Linked DNA regions of Gossypium hirsutum: regions 2 and 3 are each linked to region 1. A link is a contact called in public Hi-C data. All regions are on one chromosome and are shown on one strand. Each heading gives the region's core, a stretch centred on a gene start, on an enhancer-like site or on the middle of the called end of the contact. The rest is flanking DNA. Distances are from core to core; before and after follow the strand shown.

Evidence for each region. A called contact is a pair of places that touch in the nucleus more often than the background predicts.
Region 2: a contact with region 1 is called in a Hi-C map of leaf, with 2.9 times the contacts expected there. The contact joins the promoter of LOC107954780 here to the promoter of LOC107941659 in region 1. A contact is called at or near these places in 10 of 34 Hi-C or Micro-C datasets (callus, hypocotyl, leaf and 2 more).
Region 3: a contact with region 1 is called in a Hi-C map of leaf, with 3 times the contacts expected there. The contact joins the promoter of LOC107954782 here to the promoter of LOC107941659 in region 1. A contact is called at or near these places in 15 of 34 Hi-C or Micro-C datasets (anther, callus, fibers and 3 more).

What each region holds. Positions count from the first base shown.
Region 1 is chrD07:39,992,054-39,996,168 of Gossypium_hirsutum_v2.1, reverse strand. It overlaps LOC107941659 (MLO-like protein 10), which reads right to left and starts at 2,395. Exons shown (of 16, transcript XM_016875235.2): 1 at 2,004-2,395; 2 at 1,677-1,910; 3 at 1,390-1,447; 4 at 1,037-1,257; 5 at 1-15. The coding sequence starts at 1,868.
Region 2 is chrD07:39,796,024-39,800,534 of Gossypium_hirsutum_v2.1, reverse strand. It overlaps LOC107954780 (protein PIN-LIKES 7), which reads left to right and starts at 2,282. Exons shown (of 9, transcript XM_016890451.2): 1 at 2,282-3,101; 2 at 3,262-3,341; 3 at 3,417-3,541; 4 at 3,622-3,743; 5 at 3,827-4,045; 6 at 4,181-4,297; 7 at 4,431-4,511. The coding sequence starts at 2,967.
Region 3 is chrD07:39,765,931-39,770,411 of Gossypium_hirsutum_v2.1, reverse strand. LOC107954782 (receptor like protein kinase S.2) reads right to left here and starts at 2,939. Exons shown (of 3, transcript XM_016890454.2): 1 at 1,756-2,939; 2 at 370-1,450. The coding sequence starts at 2,171. It overlaps LOC107954781 (exosome complex exonuclease RRP44 homolog A), which reads right to left. Exons shown (of 24, transcript XM_016890453.2): 20 at 4,316-4,421; 21 at 4,128-4,223; 22 at 3,933-4,014; 23 at 3,766-3,831; 24 at 3,222-3,605. The coding sequence ends at 3,392.

The DNA of each region.
Region 1 (4,115 bases), core at 1,146-3,645:
GAGCGGTTCATGCCCCTGTAGAGAAAACCCAGTTAGTTACAGTTCAACTGATTCAAGGAAAAAAATGTTGCATTGAAAAAGAACAAAAAAGTAATTAGGAAGACTAAACCAGAAAAGGCTTTTTCTTTTTTTTTCCTCGAAAAAATTACAAAAATGCCATCTATAACGCCAGTTTGAAACTGTAAATGATCAAACATCACTTCAATAGCTTGTAAACCAAAACTTAAGTAGAATGACAAAAAAGAGACTCAGATTCAATATTCCTAGCTTGTGACCTCAATTCTTGTGCAAATAAGAGCTTGAATGTGCTCACTGGTGGATCAGCACAAGTAAGGATATCATTTTAGGTGCAATCAGAAGCAACAATCTACTAGAAATTCATTTCAATAGGGGGAAAAATGAAAACTGAAAACTTAAAATTCAAGTAGGCATACTTGGTTAAACTTATTCGTTGCATCTTTCTTCAGAACAGCCCTACTTCATTTTCCCTCAAGCTGTTGTGAGAGGCAGGCAAAATTTTACAAGCCTGTGGACAAACTATGATACAGTGATGGAACTTAGAATAAGGCTGACTAAGGGTAGGTTTGGATGGGCGATTGGGTGCGGTGTGGTGCGTTTAGCCTACTTTTTGTCTCATACTACAGTATCTAATCTTACCGCCACCGCTGTTTTTACACTAACCACAGGTAAACGCACCGCCCATCCGAACTCAGCCTAAGTAGGTCAAGGCAAGACCAGACAATATGTTTCTAGATATATTGAATTCCATATAGCTTTATCATTGGTCTTCCTGGCACGCAACCCCTCTCCCCATGAAAAGGTCAATATTTTTTTCTATGTAGCAAACAAATTATTACTTTAGATGCTAGTTGACATATGGTTTTACTTTCTTTCTGTACATGAACACAAATAAACAATTTCTAGGAGGAAACAAAATTGGCAACACATGTGGGATCAAAACATCCAGTTTTCAACAAATAATTAGTTCATTATAATGATAATAAACGGATATGAATAGATGCTGGCCTAGGCTCACCTCCTTGCATTTAGGAGCAGTTGAAATAGTAGACAAAGATCTACGGTCAAACCATAACAGTCTTCGACGGTGTTCTTCTTCACTGCTTTCAGAGGTGTCTTTCTCACTATCAGATTTACAAGGCAACATGGTATTCGCAACATCTATAGGGATACAAATTCTGGCAATATAGCTCTGGCCAAAAGTGAGGAGCAGCGAAATGAAACCCAGAACCATCAGCTCTACAATAATCATGTCAATTGTGAAAAACTCTTTATTGGGACAAAGCAGCGGCATCTTATAGAAACCATAAAAGCAGCAGTGGGATTGAAATGGAGAATATTCAAGAAGCAACTTGTGTGTACAAGACTTACCAGCTTTAACCTTGTCCAGGGCTTCAAACAGAGCACTCTTGTGCCTTTCTGTGAACCACTAAATGCCACAAAAGAAAAAAAGAAATTAGGGTGGCAGATACAGTATTAGTGAAAGCTCAACATGGTTCAATGAAATAATAACACAATACTGCATTATTGGTACAGAACTATTTTGCAAAAAGAAGGAAAATAAAGAAGAAAGAAACACAGAATTTAAAGGAAGTAATAAAGTGAATTTAATTTCAAAACCGACAAAAAAAAACAAGGAAAAGGGAAAGAGGGATTACCGTTCCAAGTTTGTTAAGAACTGTTTCCAAGACAATAGAAATGATGATGATAACAGCACAAACCCCAGCCACCGCCCATGTAGGTGTCTGATCAAGCTTCCTCTCCCCTGAACTCTCGGTTGCCCCCATTACCTTTCCTCCCTCCATTGTTAACCATACCCACGAACAGTACCACAGCAACACCCCCTTCATTTTTTATATTCTCACAGAGCAAAACAGCAAAAAGAATGCAATCTGTATTGAAGACAGAATATTAATTTGGGTTTCCTGAAATTAAGAACAAAAAAGTAGTGGTGGTAATTACTTAAATAGGAGAAGAGAAAATACAAGCTTTGGTGTTGTTAAAGGGAGTGCTAAATAAATGGAGATTTGGAAGGAAGAAAGAAAGAAGGTTCAGAAATGGGGGCCTATGCTCTGCTGCACCACCGATACTGAGTCAAAAACCATGAATATGAACGCGGTTCCCAATTCTCAGTACCTGAAAGAGATAAGTTGGAATGATGTTTAGGTTAGGCAGCTAAAGTACGATATACGTTTTTGTTGATTTTGGGTTGAGCTAAATATTTAGAGGAAGTGAAGTCAATTAATTTTAATGTTATATGTCGATTTGGTCAGTTTCAACATTTCAGTTTTGAGTTCACATAAAAAAAAAAAAGGCGTAGAAAGTGGTAGCTGGGTGGATGGCATTGATTAAGGCAGGCAATGAATATGTCCAAATCTAGACATATTAGGCAACACAAGTTGTCCAATGAATAAATCCATTATGAATTTACATCCCAAATCCGCTGACCTGCTCTTTCTTTTTCATTATTGGTTCTCATTTGGAAAACATATATGATCATTAATTATTATTTTCTTTTTTTTTGGTTTGATTCTCAATTGTGGCCTAAGTCGCTGCGAGTGTCATACAGGTATGCACACCCTTTGCCTTGGTCAACCGTCAATTCCCGGTGCTTTTTGCTTTTTCTTTTTATTTTTTAATACGACTTTGGATATCTCTAGTGGTTACAACTTACCATAGCTGTTTGAAGATATTTATATATATTTTTTACAAACATAAAGTATTCGTTAAGAAAGAGACAGATCAAAATTTTAAAAAATACAACAATTGAACTCATGGGCTTATAAGTCGTCAGGGAAACCACTCCCAAACATAACAGCAAACCCTAATCACTATTCTACACATTGTCATCACCGGAAAAAGGAGGGAGAAACAGTCCGGGATGTTAAGGAAGTCGTAGACAAAAGAGGTTGCCCTTGATGTCCATAACGCCTTTGATCAGAGACCATGCCATGGCTAGCCATAAAAAAAACATCATTAACCACCATGGAACTAGCTAGGAAACGATGACAAAAGAAAAACCCAAAACCATTGATGTGACCTCAATCACTAGATGAGCAAAACTAGTCAATTGTATCCTAAGATCTATTAAACACCGGCCAACGAGGAATCAAAGAAGCGTCGATACCAACTAGTCAGAAAATCAGGGCCGCCGATAAGAAAACAAGAAGACCAAGCTCAATGTTGTGGACAAAAAGGGAAAAAACCCACACAAGGCGACTGGAGAGAGAAGCCTTTCAAATAAATTGCCAAAGGTTGTATAAGAGAGAGGGAGCAAAGTCTAGAAACTTATTGTGCCTAAAAACAACAAAAAGAAAGGAAATCAAATAATAGAGAAAAAAATGAATAAAAGCCACCACACTGACGAGAACAAAGAGCCTAAGGTTTCTTTAAGAAGTGGTAAGAGAGAATATATTTGTTTTTGGGTAAATTACACCAACAGTTACTCAACTTTGATGTAGCTGACAAAATAGTCACTATGCTTTCAATTCAGTCACTCAACTTTTGAAAAATAACAAATCAGTCCTACTAACCATGTCCCATTACAGACATAACAAAAAAGTGACCTGTCATCTGACCGGCTACGTTGGAGTGCTTGTTTTCGTTTAAGCAGCCCCAAATTAAGAACTCTAACTAGGCTGTAGAAGAAGAAGAGAAAGAGAAGAAGAAGAAGAAGAAGAAGAAGAAGAAGAAGAAGAAGAAGAAGAAGAAGAAGAAGAAGAAGAAATTGAGATGTCGCCCTTTTTCTTTCACGTTGCTCCATTTCATTTTACAGTTCTTCAAAATCCATTAATGTAAATCAAGCTTTTTCTCTTCTTTTGTCCATTCAACCAACCATAGAGATTTGAGAGTTCTAAGGGACAATTTTGAAAACATTTCTAAGAGAACTCATCAAATATGAAACAATTATCGATTGATGTTGGAGAAATTAGAAATTAGGGTTTGAGATTTGAGAATTTTTTAAGGTGAAAACATTTTTTTTAACCTCAAAATTTTGAAAATGATGACCCTTTTTTGAACTTCAACTAATTGTTATGGCTACCACACTTATTCTTCCCACAGCTCTAACTTACTGACCTTATTTTTCTTTTAATTAA
Region 2 (4,511 bases), core at 1,033-3,532, 200 kb after region 1:
ATTTTGCAATTTTTAAGATTTGGAAATTTTATTAATTTTTAACTTTATTTTTTTGAATTTTTAAATAATATTTAAAATTTTAATTTTATAATGTTTAACTTTTTTCAATTTTTTTATTTTTATTTTTTTGGATTTTTAGAATTTTTTAAAGAAATTTTTGTTTATTATATAGATTTTTTAAAAATTTTAAATTCAGTTAATTATATTTGGGCACATGGTATTAACAGAAATAGTTAACACTTTTTTTAGATGGACCAAATTTTCTAAAATCGAAATGAAGTTGTAGAGGTGTTTTATTTTTTTGATGAAATACAATAATAAGACAAAGCCCGAATAACAAACGCGATTAGCGATATTTGAACCCAAGCTACAACTTAAGGCAGCGAACACCTTCGACCATCAAGTTATCACATAAGGTTTAGTTGTAGAGGTGTTTTTAATAAATCTTTTACAAATTATTATGTTTTTATCTAGTTGCCGAGGAATTAGGGGTTTTTGTTATCTAATTGACTCAATAAAATTAATTATTTACGAAAATAACCCAAGTCAAAATTTATGTATGTAAATGACTTGTTTTCCACCGTGACCGCCAATGCCGCCTAACATACCGGTGACACTATCCCCTCATAATTAGCCAATCATCGGCTTTTTTAAAAAAATACTTTTTTTGTGTGTGCCATAATTTAATGTTTTATGGAAAATCTTCATTTTGCATATTTGTTATTCTCTTTCCTTTTCCATACTTAATTATTTATTTTCCATAAAATATTCAATTCCATTTTATATCTCTATTTTACATATATGTTATTTTTTTCTTTCACATATTTGACTTTCCCTCTTTCGTCTCTTATCTTCTCCCATATATATTTCTTTCTCATTCTCATCTTATCTAATATTATTTTTTTGAAACATTATTTCACTCACTAATGGTGACATTCACAAGCTAAAAAGACAAGAACCACATATGAAACAAACATCGGTCACATATTTCCCCTTTATTTTTTTGTTTTCTTTTTTTTTTCTATTTCAACTGTTTCTTTTCAGGTATTAGAATATATATTTTTCTTTCTTCTTTTCTTCCTGAATACTCATTAACAGGTATTTTAAAAAATACATACGTATGTCGCCTGACACAATAATAACAATAAAAAAACTATTTTTAAAAAAAATCAATAATTAGCTTATGATAAGTGGACGATACTATCAATATATCAAGCTGACATTAATAACCATTATGAAGAATGAATCATTTACGTAAATAATTTTCTACTTGAATCATTTTCATAAATAATTAATTCTTTTAACTTTGGTAGAAAAAATAGCCGGAATTAGGAGTAATTAAAGCAATTAATTGACACTCGATAGATAACAGCAAGCGACCATTTTTCATTTATGTTGGCTTACGTATCATAAAAAGCGTCCTTTTAGCTAACTTTATTTTTTAGGTAAATTGTACAATTGCTCACTAAATTATAGGTAAAATTTTATTTTGGTGATTTAATTAAAAAAAATTACAATTTGATCATTGAATTATTCGAAAGTTTTTATTTAAGTCATTAAACTATTTAAAAGTTTTAATTTAAGTTACCGGGCTATTAATTTAGAGAAAAAAAAGTTCCACCAATGAGCTCCAAGCAATAATTTGATGATCAGTATGGTGGATCAGTACTCATCGGCGAGTAGAAGAACGTACCGTACCTTAGATCCAAATTGATCTGTTGGTCAATGTCATCGAGGAAAAAAGCTATTTGAGTTTTATTTATAAATTCGTAACGTCCAAAATTATTTAATGAAAGAAAAATAGTATAGAAGAAGAGAAAGAAAATTTCGATTGGTGCAGGTAGTATAAACAGAGAAAGCCATATATAGCATCAATTGAACAACTTTTTGAATATTTCAATGATCAAATTGTAACTTTTTTAGTTTAGTGACCAATAGTATAATTTACCCTATTTTGTGGGTACCATCCTTTTGGTTAACTTTACATTAAGATGCGGTATGATGCTTGCTCACCTCACCCTTTAATCATGTAATTGAGGATTCGATCTTACTCATGGGATGGAGCACATTTATAAAATAATTACTATTACATATCGTCGATATCCTGGTTTTGAAAAAAAAAAGTAAAAGAAAAATTTAGGACATTGTTTGTCCATGATTATGTAATCTTATCCTATCTATCATTGATCTTCACGCTGTTTCCAGGTACTATCATATTTGTATTATTGCTCCTGACTATCCAGCATTAATAGGACCTACCTTGAACCATAGCTCTTATCCTTACTATTGGTCCTGACTATCCAGCATTAATATGGTAAAATATTATAAGATACTTCCCTTGAACCATAGCTCTTATCCTTTCTCCAGGCCATTTTTACTTTCTTTCATCTCCTTCCTCTACAATCTTGTTAGATTGACATAACAATCCGCCTCCGACCTTACCTTCATCTTGTTGTAAGAACTAAAAGCATCCAAACCTATTTAGCAATCCCATAGCAACGACACAATTACACAAAGAGAAAAGGGTAAGCAGGGCAGGCAGCTAAATTACAATCAGTTGTGACCTTCACCGATCTTTCCTCCACATTGGTTCATATGTCTTTTACTTTAACTCCAATTTCATTCTCTATTACCCTACACCAACAAATCAAATCAAAATACCTTTCTTTCATTTATCTCCCCAACTTAATTTTTTGTTTTCTTTTTTAACGTCATTGTTACCGTACATCTCCACTTAATGTAATCTCGCATCCCATTTCATTATTGCATTGCACTGTATCTATCTGTATGTGCCCTCCCTACCTTTTCCTCCTCTTCTGTTGTTTTAGCCTCACATATATTCATTTGTGCAAACCTGATGCTACACAAACCATACTCATCATCATTGAAAGAGGGCTGCTGCACTGCACCAAATACATTTTCTGTCTCACTCATTCTCATCTATCATATATAAACAAATTAAAAATATGGGTTTCTGGACATTGTTCGAGGTTGCTGCCATGCCTATCTTGCAAGTACTTATAATCAGTTTGTTAGGCGCTTTCCTGGCGACTGATTACTGCAAGCTTTTCCCAGAAGATACGCGCAGATCCTTGAATAAGGTGTTAATTACTTGACTATTTTCATGAATAATCGTTTCTATAGGTGATTAAAGGCTGCATAAGTAGGCTTTTTTCATGCTAATTAGTTAACTTGACTGTAACATCATCATAATATCTTCTTCAGTTCTTAGATTTGTTTATGTTGTGTAATTAAACGCAGCTTGTGTTCGTTGTGTTTACACCCTCGCTCATGTTTGCAAGTCTGGCCAAGACCGTCACGCTCCAAGACATTATTTCATGGTAGGATACTTACATACATGCATATAGACTTTTTTGACTTGGTTTCAATGTGTTTGATCATCTATCAACTCACAGGTGGTTTATGCCTGTAAACATGGGAATCACCTTTCTAGTGGGAGGAATGGTGGGATGGTTTGTGGTTAAGATACTGAGACCAAAGCCCCATCTGGAAGGTCTTATTATTGCGACATGTTCAGCTGGTAAGGTCGAAACTTGAAAGAGCTTTCAAGGCCCCCTTTTCCCCTACATGTGACTAAGTTGTAGTTGAAATTATTTCTAGGGAACGTGGGAAATCTTCTCCTTATACTTGTCCCTGCAGTCTGCAATGAAGATAGAAGCCCATTTGGGAACCGTGATGTTTGCAACTCAGTTGGACTCTCCTATGCATCTTTCTCCATGGCGGTAATTACACGTGGTTATTTCAAGCCTACAGAAGGACTGATTAATCATATTCACATATGCTTTAATTCGGGTAATTAATGCAGCTTGGTGGTTTCTACATATGGACAATCAGTTACCAAATGGTAAAATCTTCAGCAGTGAAATCCAAAGCACTTGAAGCAGCTGAGGAATTCGTTTCAAAAGTAGAAGCCAACAACAACTTGGATGCCACCGCCCAAACTCAGCTTCTGAAAGAAAGAAAAGAGGAAGGTGCTATAACAACAGTTGCAACAAAGGAAGTTGAAGATCCAGAGCAACATGCAGTGGGTAGCCTTGCCTTTTTATACAAATAATTAAGATATAAAGTAAAAAGTAGAGAGGATATAATTAAAAAGAGGTAGCACTACTTATTCATTAACTCTCTCTAGTCTTGACCTTACAAATGATTGTTGTTGCAGAATGTATCACAAGAAAGTAGACCAAAGCAAGAAGGGAAGGGATTGTTGTGGGTTAATGTGGTGGCCTTTCTTCGTCAGATCTTAAAAGAGCTGATGGCGCCGCCGACACTTGGTGCAGTAAGTTTTTATATTGATTTGCCAAAAACCATCACACAAGTTAGTAATTAGTAGGAGGTGGGCATATCTAATAAATAGTTAATGTTTTTGAGGGATAAAATAGTGATTTACATATATTATGTATGAGTAACAGATAGCGGGATTCGTTTTTGGAGCGACGGTGTGGTTGAGAAAGCTTATAATAGGCGAGGGGGCTCCGTTACGAGTGATGCAA
Region 3 (4,481 bases), core at 1,690-4,189, 230 kb after region 1:
AAAAACAATAATTAAGACATGTTACGCATGCCCAAACAATGATATTCTCAATGGGTGACATAAAGTCTCTTTTAGCAAAGATTAACAGTAACAGCTGTACCCACATACACTAAACCATAAGAACATCACATAAAAACAAGGAAAATCAATCTGAATTCCGCATAAGTGATAAATCAACTGTTGAATAGGTCTGTTTAGGTGAACTAGTTTACTATAGCTGGACCGTGTGATTGATGAAGTAGACCGGGCATGATGGTTATGAGTTATGACCAACATTGGCAAATAGAATTTGTGCACTTGGGGAGGGGATGGTATGAGGTTATGACCACACAATGACATTAATTCAAAGAAAAGTAAGGTGATGCAAACCTCAGGAGCAAGCCAACGGTAGCCATCGGTTTCATACTCCATTGCTTCACTAACACTCTTGCAAGCAGTGACTATACCCATGTCCGCCAAGCATGCATTACCATGCTTATCTAGCAGAATCCTCTGTGTGTTAAGGTCTTTGTATGCAACACCATGATCATTCATAAACTTGATACCTTCTGCTACATCAGCAGCAATCCTCATTATCTCCTTAATCTGAAGCTTCTTGTTCTTCAGCATCAAATCATGGACTGATCCACCTTCCGTCAACTTGGTCACAACGCACAAACCATTATTCTCATCGACACAAACACCATAGAATTGCAAAATGTTCCTATGCCCACAAGTCATAAGCTCTAAGAGATCTTTTCGAAGTTCAAACTCGTAAGAATTCCCCTTGTCACATCCTTTAAGCTTTTCGATTCCAACACGTTTACCCTTGTAGATGCCTTTAAAAGAGTTGGGTGCAATCTGATCAATAAACTCAAGACTTTCGGAGTTCAATAGCCATTTCCCAATCTCATCTGCCCCTGATTGAATGGTTTGCCATTCATCAACCAATACGACCAACGATGAAGAGGGCAGAGGCATTGGAAGCTGAATCCTGGTATTTGGATTTTCAATCCCATTTCTGTGAGTTTGCTCACTTGGTTCTTCCTCAATTTCCCCAAAGTCTCTCCCTTTAGTACTCTCCTCCTGACATCCACAAAGTCCAAATGGTAGTTTAACAGTGGTCGTCTTGGGCTTCCGAAGAGCAGATTTAAGGGCACTCTCGACATGGGATTTAAAAAACTTGTCGTGGGCGGATTGAACCAAGAAGAGAATAATTCCAAGGGTGAACCCTTTCTTCTCAAATATCTGTATCTTCTTGCAACAGATGGAAGCAGAATCAAGAGCACCAGACATGGCAGACCAAGAAAAGGAAGAATTACAAGCAAATGTGAGCTTAAACACGCAACCTTGTACCTCATCATCAGATGTTTGCTGAATAAATATAGCAGGGTGATCATCCCCTGATGCCTGCTCTATCAATTTTATATGTAGAAATACTTCTTTCATATCAAATCCCGCCTGTGCATAACTGTCAACATAATACCCAATCAAAAGAAAATTACAAAAAAGAAAAGCATAATTGGGGGGGAGAAGAACTAGAACATTTCAGCAGTAACTAAGGCAAGGCCACTTTAAACATTTGAAGAAAATAATAATAGTAAAAATAATTATAAGAAACCCGAACTTTCACTGTTTGAAAGCCAAGGAAAAATAAAGATGAAAAACCCATGCTGATAGGAAACTGCTTTTAGGATCCTGTTGATTGTTGTTGCAATTTTCAGAGTACCCTAAACTGAGTAGGAAGAAGGAAGAGGCAAGGGAAGGGAAGGGGACCTGAGAGGCAAGGAATCATAATGCTTGCGGATATTGGAGACAAGCTTCTCAGGCAACTGGCTTCCAGGGTAAAGCTGAGTCAAGTTCCGTACAACGGTACCCCAGACCACTTTCCGGCAAACGTCGGCCTTGGAGGAAGATGAAGGGACAGAAGGAACAGGAGGAGGAAGCTGATCACGTGGGGAGGAAGTGTCGAGATTGAGAGAGTTCTTGAGAGAGGCAATGGCCTCAGAGACGTTCCTGCTCAACCTCTGGAACCGTTTGTTCTTGGCGGACGGGGCTTCAAGTTTGGCAGAAGCAGAGGAGGAGGAGGAGGTGTCCTCGGATCGGTCGTTGGAGCGCATCAAAACCTGCTCGACCATGTCGTCATCGGCGGTGGTGGCTCGGCTGGACCAGCACTCGAGGGCTGCAGCCATGGGCGGAGATCGGAGTGGCTGAGGTCTCCAAAAGGGGGATGGTAATGTAGATGGGAAATGGGTTCAAAGTGAAAGGTAGGGGAGGAGGCGAGGGCGGTGGTGTGTGATCTGCTACAGATGTCTGTCTCGTGCTCTACTCTGCTATGCTCGTCGTTGTCTTTTTTTTTTTTAATTTTATTTTTGAAAAAATTAATAGTATTTATATTAAATTAAAAGGGTGTGTGTGTTCGATTTCTGACAAAGGAGGGAAATGTGGGGGAGACATCGGAGTCGGAGGGAGGGAGGCTGAGGTGACACTGAAAGAGTTTGAGCCTTTGCCTATTAATTTGACTTCATTCCTTACTTCATACAATGGAATCACCACAAAAGGACACACTACATCCGTCCCTCTTTGGTCTTCATCTCCATGCCATCCATCATCATGCATGCATACTCACTTCATCATTATCCTCACTATTACCATTTTTACTTGCTAATAATACATCAATCATCTTATTATCTGAGTCCACTAAATTACAAATAAAAAAATAAAAATTTATGTTTCCAATTCATTAACGGTTCTTTTATCTATCTCTACCCTTATTTAAAATATATATACATGTACACTTTGCATTGCATTTCTTACTGCAATTTGAGATTGAAAATGGGGAAATGGGCTTTCCTGTAAATTGCAATAGGTGAGAGATGACATGGTATGATGATGGTAAAACGTTACAAGGGGGGTTCTCTGCCAATGCCATGTGACCCACATCCACGAATCATGTGAAATCAAAACCAATGAAAGAAAAGGGGGGGAGATGTATTTTAGGGGCGTTGATTAAGGTCACTTTAGGACATTTATTTCATTGCAGTTTCCTGGGTCCCACATGTTCCATGCATCAGCGCATAAAATAATCAAAATGCACATCCATCTGGTTAGGTCTACTTGTTTGTCGCCCACCCAATGCATTTTTTCTACTATCTAGCAGTAATAACAAGTTGTGTTAGTTTATTTATTCATTCTTTTTGTTATTGCAAAAATAACATATAGAAATAGGAACACGCACTCCATGAACAAAAATGTTTCTTGTGTCAATCCAACATCAATTAACCCAAACCAAAGGCCAGTTACTATAATTACCACAACAAGATTCATTCCATTTGCATCTTATATAATAATACAACACTATATAACCTAATAAAAGCTCCTCCTTTGTGCATGTTGATGTTATCTTCTACTTCTAGGAAATAAGAGTAAGCTGCAGTTTAGGGCGGTTGGGTTGGGGTTCCACAACCTCCATGTGGATCCTCACTGATTGCAGAACACTGTAGGAAAGGCTATTACTATTACTATTGTCCATCTTTACAATCTTCTGCTGCTGCTCGTCCACATGCCACTCCCCGCTTCCCTTCTCTCCTCTGCCTGTCAAGTACACCGGGCCTTCTATTCCATATCTGTTCGTTTTATATAACATAAACTCATGTTACTTTTTTCTCCACCCAACAAACACAAGTGCCAAAACATTATCTTTTCCTGCCTAGACACAGCAGATAGACAAAGAAAGACACGAGGAACATATACAGATAATCCAGCATAAAAGATCTAAGTTCATACTTGGGCACAAACACAATGAACCCGTTGGACCTTATCTTCACTATTCTGGCTTCTGTGTCAGTGGGCCTGCAGCATAAGATAAATAAATAAATTCAAAACATGTGCAATTATTCATTATGCTCTATAGAAGGCAGTTTCAATTCCATGAGAGAGGCCAAGGCAGTTACAGTTTTCTGAAGTAAATGAGAGTATGGAGCTCAACAGAGGCCCTGCTTGCCATTTGGGCATTCCTATGTCGATAATTCAGATCTGAAACAGGTAAAATGCATAGGAAGCTGAGAATGGATATCATGGGTATGTGAAGTTTGTTACCCAAATCCATGGAAGCCTCAAAAACAGTATGAAAGGAAAAAAAAACTTACTATCAGCAATGCTAGTTAGTTGAGATCTGTCCTGGAAAACTGGTGGAAGCTTATCGATCCCTAGAGATGCAGCAAGCAACCTGTGCACAATCACATCTGCAAGGAAGGTTCCATACTTGAGCAATAGTATCATCAAGTATACATCAGCAAGAAAAGGTAAAGTAACAAACAAATTTTTGTTCACAAACCTGCATATCTCCTAATAGGAGAAGTGAAATGAGTATATAGGGGCGCAGCAAGCCCATAATGATGATATTCTGGAGGGCTGAGATCCCCACTACAGAAATAAACAGCCTAATTTGAAACCAAGGCAAATTAGTACCAAGTTAAAAAGTGCGTAGGTCAAAACCATCT